2 separate regions of the Mus musculus genome follow, and region 1 is linked to region 2. Evidence: chromatin contacts called from public HiChIP or PLAC-seq data. All regions are on one chromosome and are shown on one strand. Each heading gives the region's core, a stretch centred on a gene start, on an enhancer-like site or on the middle of the called end of the contact. The rest is flanking DNA. Distances are from core to core; before and after follow the strand shown.

Evidence for each region. HiChIP or PLAC-seq counts read pairs in DNA pulled down with a chosen protein or histone mark.
Region 1: a FOXA1 HiChIP or PLAC-seq map of pancreatic cancer cells shows a contact between it and region 2. The contact joins two enhancer-like sites. A contact is called at or near these places in 2 of 115 datasets of contacts at active chromatin or transcription factors (embryonic stem cells and pancreatic cancer cells) and 1 of 9 other capture datasets (pancreatic islet).

What each region holds. Positions count from the first base shown.
Region 1 is chr11:95,325,067-95,328,048 of GRCm38.p6, forward strand. No RefSeq gene overlaps it. Among named protein-coding and RNA genes, the nearest start is that of Fam117a, 10 kb to the right of the region's middle. Within about 2 kb of position 1,320, at least 15 of the 459 cell types and tissues checked have an H3K27ac peak or open chromatin away from gene starts, as enhancers often do. A contact at or near this core is called in pancreatic cancer cells, where this site is marked.
Region 2 is chr11:95,185,782-95,188,752 of GRCm38.p6, forward strand. Gm11515 (a long non-coding RNA gene) reads right to left here. Exons shown (of 3, transcript XR_388972.1): 2 at 822-954. Among named protein-coding and RNA genes, the nearest start is that of Dlx4, 41 kb to the left of the region's middle. Within about 2 kb of position 1,275, at least 19 of the 459 cell types and tissues checked have an H3K27ac peak or open chromatin away from gene starts, as enhancers often do. A contact at or near this core is called in pancreatic cancer cells, where this site is marked.

The DNA.
Region 1 (2,982 bases), core at 70-2,569, 140 kb after region 2:
CAGGCAGAGTTTTCTGGCTTTGGACAAAGTGCAGTCCAATCGGGTGTGAGGTCTTCTTACTTTGCTGTCCAAGTTTGGGAGACAGAACGAAGGGGTAAATCCTTTCCTCTTTTGATTTATAGTGGTTTCAGAATTAAAACACATTTTCTTTTTTGGGGGAGGGGGGAGTTCAAGACAGGGTTTCTCTGTGTAGCCCTGGCTGTCCTGGAACTCACTCTGTAGACCAGTCTGGCCTTGAACTCATAAAGATCTGCCTGCTTCTGCCTCCTGAGTCTGGGTAGATTCTCTTTTCTCTCACTCTTTCCCTCCATGTCTTTCCTTGGGCCTCCTCTAACGGCTTCTCTTTTGACCTCACAAAGAGCTCTCTCACTTGCCCTGGCACACTACCCATGCTTCTTAGAGTTCTGGCTCAGTTTCTCTGGCAGGCCTTGAAGAGCGGTACCACCCTCCGCCTCCCTTGGTCTTTTTTTCTGGTTTCTCTTTAATTCGAGCCCCTACTCCGACCCCTCATTCTTGTCTCTCCTTCTCCAAGGTAGGAAACTCAGAGAAAATTGGATTTGGCCCTAGCCTAGCTGCCAAAGCACACACTTAACAATATTTTAGTGGAGAAATTAAACTCTTATTCCCGAGGCAGCTAGGTTCTCAGACTCACCTGCATAATTCCTGAGTAGCATAAACAAAATCAGAGTTTCAGAGAGTTTAGGTATGTGGGAGATAGAGGGAGTTGTGTTAAGCCATGACCAGTGGGACCTGTATGGTCTAATGTCAACCCTTACCTATGGGGTCAGGAATACACCTCTAGGTCTGGGCTCGTCTGACCCAGTACACTGCCTCCTAAGTAGTGACAATGCAGCAGTCTTTGGGCTGTCACTGGAGCTGTGTAAATGCATGAGTATGTTTCCTGACTTTTCTGAGTCTCAGCCAGTAAGTTGCGGATAACTGTGTTGACTCTAGAGAGTAATCATGAAGACAGCAGGACAGTTAGATGCGATAATGTGTGCAAGTGGCTTCCTGTCTTCTGTGTTGTGTGGTAGGGGCACATATCCCATGACATTATGGCTGCATTGCTTGTAGAGCCCTGCTGTTAGTGTCCCTAATAGGTAAGGGCTCCTTGGCCTTTCCCTGAGATTGCAGATGCCCTCACTGGCTCCGGAATCCTAGGGTTTCTAATGTATTTGGGAAGATTCAGAACTGGGTGTTCGGAGCCGTGAAATCGACAAACTTGGTATTTGTACTCTGACTCAACCTTCTGGGCCAACTCAGGAGGCTAGAGAATTGGACAGGACTTTTGGGTGGGACGTCCAGGAAAGGTGCCAGCTTGTGTGCTTGTATCAGAGTGCCATGGAAAAGGGCAAGACGAGGCTGCTTCCTACCCACACAGTGCTGACGACCTTGTAAGCCGCGAGGCTTTTGCCGGAGGTAAATGGAAGCAGGTCGTCCCAGAGCCCACTGGTGGAATGTACAAGAGCTTTCTAAGAGCTTCGGTGTGCAGCAGGAGAAACCACCTGCTCTGAAAACACCATTGTTCTCAAAGTGCAGGCAGGTTAATAAGAAGGAGGAGGAGTGGAGTTTTTTGTTTTTTTCGAAGCTAGAGAGACTTGGCTGTCAAGGCCATTTAGTTGAGCCAGAGCCATTTTGTGGAATAAATGAGTTGGGTACAGGAAATCCACAGGAAAAGCCAGGAATAGGCACCTAATTTAGTCAGATCGGGATGTAAGCAGGCTCTATTCCTTTAGTCAGAACAGATTTATCGAGTTGTTAATGGAACAGCGTCAAAGGTCCCTTCCAAGGCTTTCCACCAAATCCTATAGTCGCAGGTTTGTTTTTAATTTTATTTTAACTTCTTTAAGAGGGACACTAAAACAAATCTTTAAAAAAGAAGAGCTGGGGCTGAGACTGGGGAGCTAACTCCATGGACGAGAATGCTTGCTGGGGACCTGAGTTCAAATCCCCAGCACTCGTGTAAAAAGTGTAGCTAGGTGGGTGTGTGCATTGTAAGAGGGTGAAGGCAGGAGGGTCAGTGCAGCTCACTGAGTGACAGCCTAGCTCTAGGTCCATAAAGAAGGGAACGAGGTAGAGAATGACAGGACACCGAGCAACTTCTTGGGGACCTACACAATGCATGAGCACACACACACACACACACACTATATTTTTTAAGGCCTCGAACTGTTGCTTAGTGGTAGAGCACTTACCTAGCACACACAAAAGGAGGGAGAGGAGCAGAGAGGAGAAAAGAGAGAAAGAACGAACAGTCGAATTAGGCCTCATAAAGCCTTTGCTGCTTTTGGTCTATAAGGGCTTTTAGCCTCAATTCAATACTGACCAGAGATGTTAGCTTGAGAGACAGATGCTTAAGTGATCCCCCACCTCAGCTGTGCTGGATGAAGTGGCTTGCAGTTCTTGTTGACAAGACAACAGAGATCCCCTTCCTCAGAGAGAAAGGACACACACACACACACACACACACACACACATACACACATGCACGCTTAGGAGAAAAGATGGAGGTGCTCAGAAGCTAGTATGAAAGGCAATAGTGGGCTATTAACCCCCTTCCTTAGTCCTGATAAACGGTCAGGGTCTGACAAGGTTTGCTGAGGGACGATTGCAGATTGTGGAGCAGAAGTGGAGGCTGAAGCAAACAGTGGTGAGGAAGATGGGGTTCACGGACAGAGGAAAGGCTCACTGACCGAGCCTCAAAGATAAAGCTGACACTGGGGGGGGGGGGGCAGAGGCAGGCAGATCTTTATGAGTTTGAGGCCCACTTGGTCTATAGCATAAGTTCCAGGCCAATTAAGGCTACACTGTGAGATCCTGTCTCAAAAATACATAAACCTATATAGTTTTGACCCCACAAGGATTTATTACAAAAGCCTTTGCCTTTTTTCTTAATCTGTTTTTTTTTAAGATTTATTTATTTATTATATGTAAGTACACTGTAGCTGTCCTCAGATACTCCAGAAGAGGGCGTCAGATTTC
Region 2 (2,971 bases), core at 25-2,524:
GTCAAGCAGGGTCAAGCAGCTGGCTCTACTCCCAGCCACAGAGGGACGCCTTCCCACGGAGGGCTGACACTCAGGGCTTCTCTAGTCCCCAGGGCAGGGCCGGCCAGCTGACAGCATCAGCTTGGAGCCCTCCAGAGTCTCCTCAGAGTCAGCACTGCTCCCACCCCACCTTCCCCCAGCCTCGCTCAGGACACGCATCACCAACACCTTCCCATCCCATTGAGGGCCTCTGGCGAGCATATGCTCAGGAGGGCGGGGGTCCCTGCACTCCCTACGTCTTATTACTCCCGTGCCACCGCCCTGACTCTATAAAGTAATTGGGGGCCTGATTTGCATTTTGCTGTGTGTGATTTCTGAGATGTTCCATGCTACCCTACAAAGCCAGGGGCTTCACACTCTACCAGGAGAGACAAGAGAAGGGGGAGAATTGGAAGAGGGAGGAGGTAGAAGCTGAGAAAGAACACTGAGCCCCCCAAATCCTCCTAGGAAGGGGAGTCTTGGCAGGGTCCCCCTAACCTTGTGCCAGTCCCGGCTTAGGAGCCAGGGTGGGGATGAAGGGGGTGACGTCCGTCCTTTACCTCCCCAGCTCAGTTTCCTCATTTGTAAACTGGGGTTAATGACACTTAACGAGCGAAGGGGGTGGGGGGCATGTAATTAGCAGCTGCCAGTTCTGGGCTTTGAAGTGGGTGGAGGAGGGGGCCACTGGGCAGGGTGTGGGCAGGACAGAGCTGGAGGCTCAGGGTGCTTGGCCTACAGGGAGAAGGTGGGAGAACGGGAATTCTTTCCAACTTGGAGATCAAGAGCTGGGGTCACACACTTACGGGGGCTCTGGAGAGCAGGGGGCAGGCCAGAGGATGCAGAATCCGGGGCATAGACAGCTGTGGAGTCGAACTGAGGAGCCTACGAGAGGCCTGAGGAAGGAGCTAGACCCCGGTTCTTCATCAGCATGCGCTCCTGTGGAGACAAGAGACAGAACCTAGGTTCTTTTGCAAGAAGCTTCACTTCTTGTGTCCACTGACCCACAGTGAGGCACACACAAGGCTCATTGCCACAGACAAAGGCAATGACTGCCAGCCCAGAGGCTCATGGGAGAGGACAGGCATGTCAAGAGAGGAGTTTATGGGGACTGAGACCAGGGAAGTGAGGACAGGAGGGAGGGGAGCCGCCACCTCCTCCGCCCATGGCCTTTCCGCTTGCCCCACTACGTCAGGACTGAGTCACTGGGAGAGGCCACTGTCCAGCAGGGGTGGGAGGACCTTGGGGACCAAGGGCTGGACACTCTCCCAGACCAAGCATCTGTATGGGGCACCTTTGGCCGGGTTGGCGAAGACAGTGGTGTAGACTTGAGCCAACCACCCACGCCTGAGGGGGTAGAGGCTTGAAGGACCTGTGAGGGTCAGCAAGTTGTCTCTCTGACATCCCACATACTGTCCCTGCACAGGTGGACCAAGGAACCATCCCTGATACCCCAGACATATGGAGAGGACATTCTCAGTCACAAGCCACTTGCTCTCTACCCACCGGGCCTTGAGCAGGAATCGAGACCGTGCCCTCTCACTCCCATTGTGTGCCTTCTGCTGTCCAGATCCTTCTGCATGTCCCAGGGAGATGCGTGGAGGTGACTGGATTTGGCCATTAGATGAAATTAAGGGAAGGATTTTTGGTATCTACTGGGTTCCAGGCACTATTTGATGCATGAAACATGAACAGCGTCCTACCGGGCCCCCTCTCTAGCCAGAATGTGAGTGTTGAGAAGGGACTAGAACTCCTCAGAAGGGTGAAAGGGGACGCTCCAGAAGCAGCCTGAGGGCAGAGGGGGTTTCAGTGGAGCAGAGGAACTGTGGGTAGAACCTCTGCCTGTCATGAGTTGCAGAGACCACTTTCCCCCTGGCCCCATTAAGCCTAGGGCTCACCAGCTGCAGCATCTGGAACGAGTGACATGGATGCTTCCTGCTCTCCTTGCCTCCACCTTCCCCCCCACCCCCCCCACCCCAGTATACAAGTACTGGGGACACAGCAGGCCCTGGTCTAGGCAACTTGACACACAGACTTCTGTCTGCTTCCGTAGACTGCTGTCAGGAGAGCTAGGCATGCAGACAGTAGAGCACTTTCATAATGGGTCCGGAGGAGGGAGAGAGAGGAGAGCCCTTACATTGGTGAGTTAAGGGATCCGGGGCTCAGCTGAGCCCTCGCCCTGTCAAATTTTAAATACTCCAGCCTGCTGGGGACTTGGGACTTTTTTCTGTGCGTGCCATCCTCTATCCCATTCAGTGTCCACTCCTCATGTCCCTGTGTCCCTGGATAGTTGTCTCGGTCATTCCATAAGAATCCTTATGAATCTCAGGGGTAAATCTTGTAGAAAACCAAAACTCTATGAGGGGCTCTGAGATACTTGCTGTCCTCCAGTGCAAACTGTACAACCTCAGTTCAGTCCTGGAAACCAACTCCACAAAGTTGATCTGGAGCTTCTACAACATGTGACATGCAAGCATCCACACAGCACACACACACACACACACACACACACACACACATTAAAGCCCATAGGCCAGACACAGAGGCACATGTGTGATGTCCCCCTCACAAGCAGAAGCAGGAGGGTCACGGAGTTGGAAGCAAACCTGTCATCTTCATAGAGAGTTCCAGGCCAGCAAGGGCTATCCAAGCGAGACTTTATCTAAAAAAGAAACCAACCTGAGGGTGAAGAGATGGCTCAGAGGTTAAGAGCTGCTCTGGCAGGGGACCAAAGTTCAGTTCCCAGCACCTAAGTCAAGTGACTCGCAACTGCCGTAACTCCAGCTCCAGGGGAACTATTGCCTCTGACCTCCAAGGGCACCTGCACTCATGTGCACATACCTACATGCAGAACACACACCCCATACATAGTAAAATCTTATCTTGAACAACCATATTAGGCTAAGTATAAAAATTAGAATATGGTCATGAAGAATAGATTCTTTAAATGAAATTC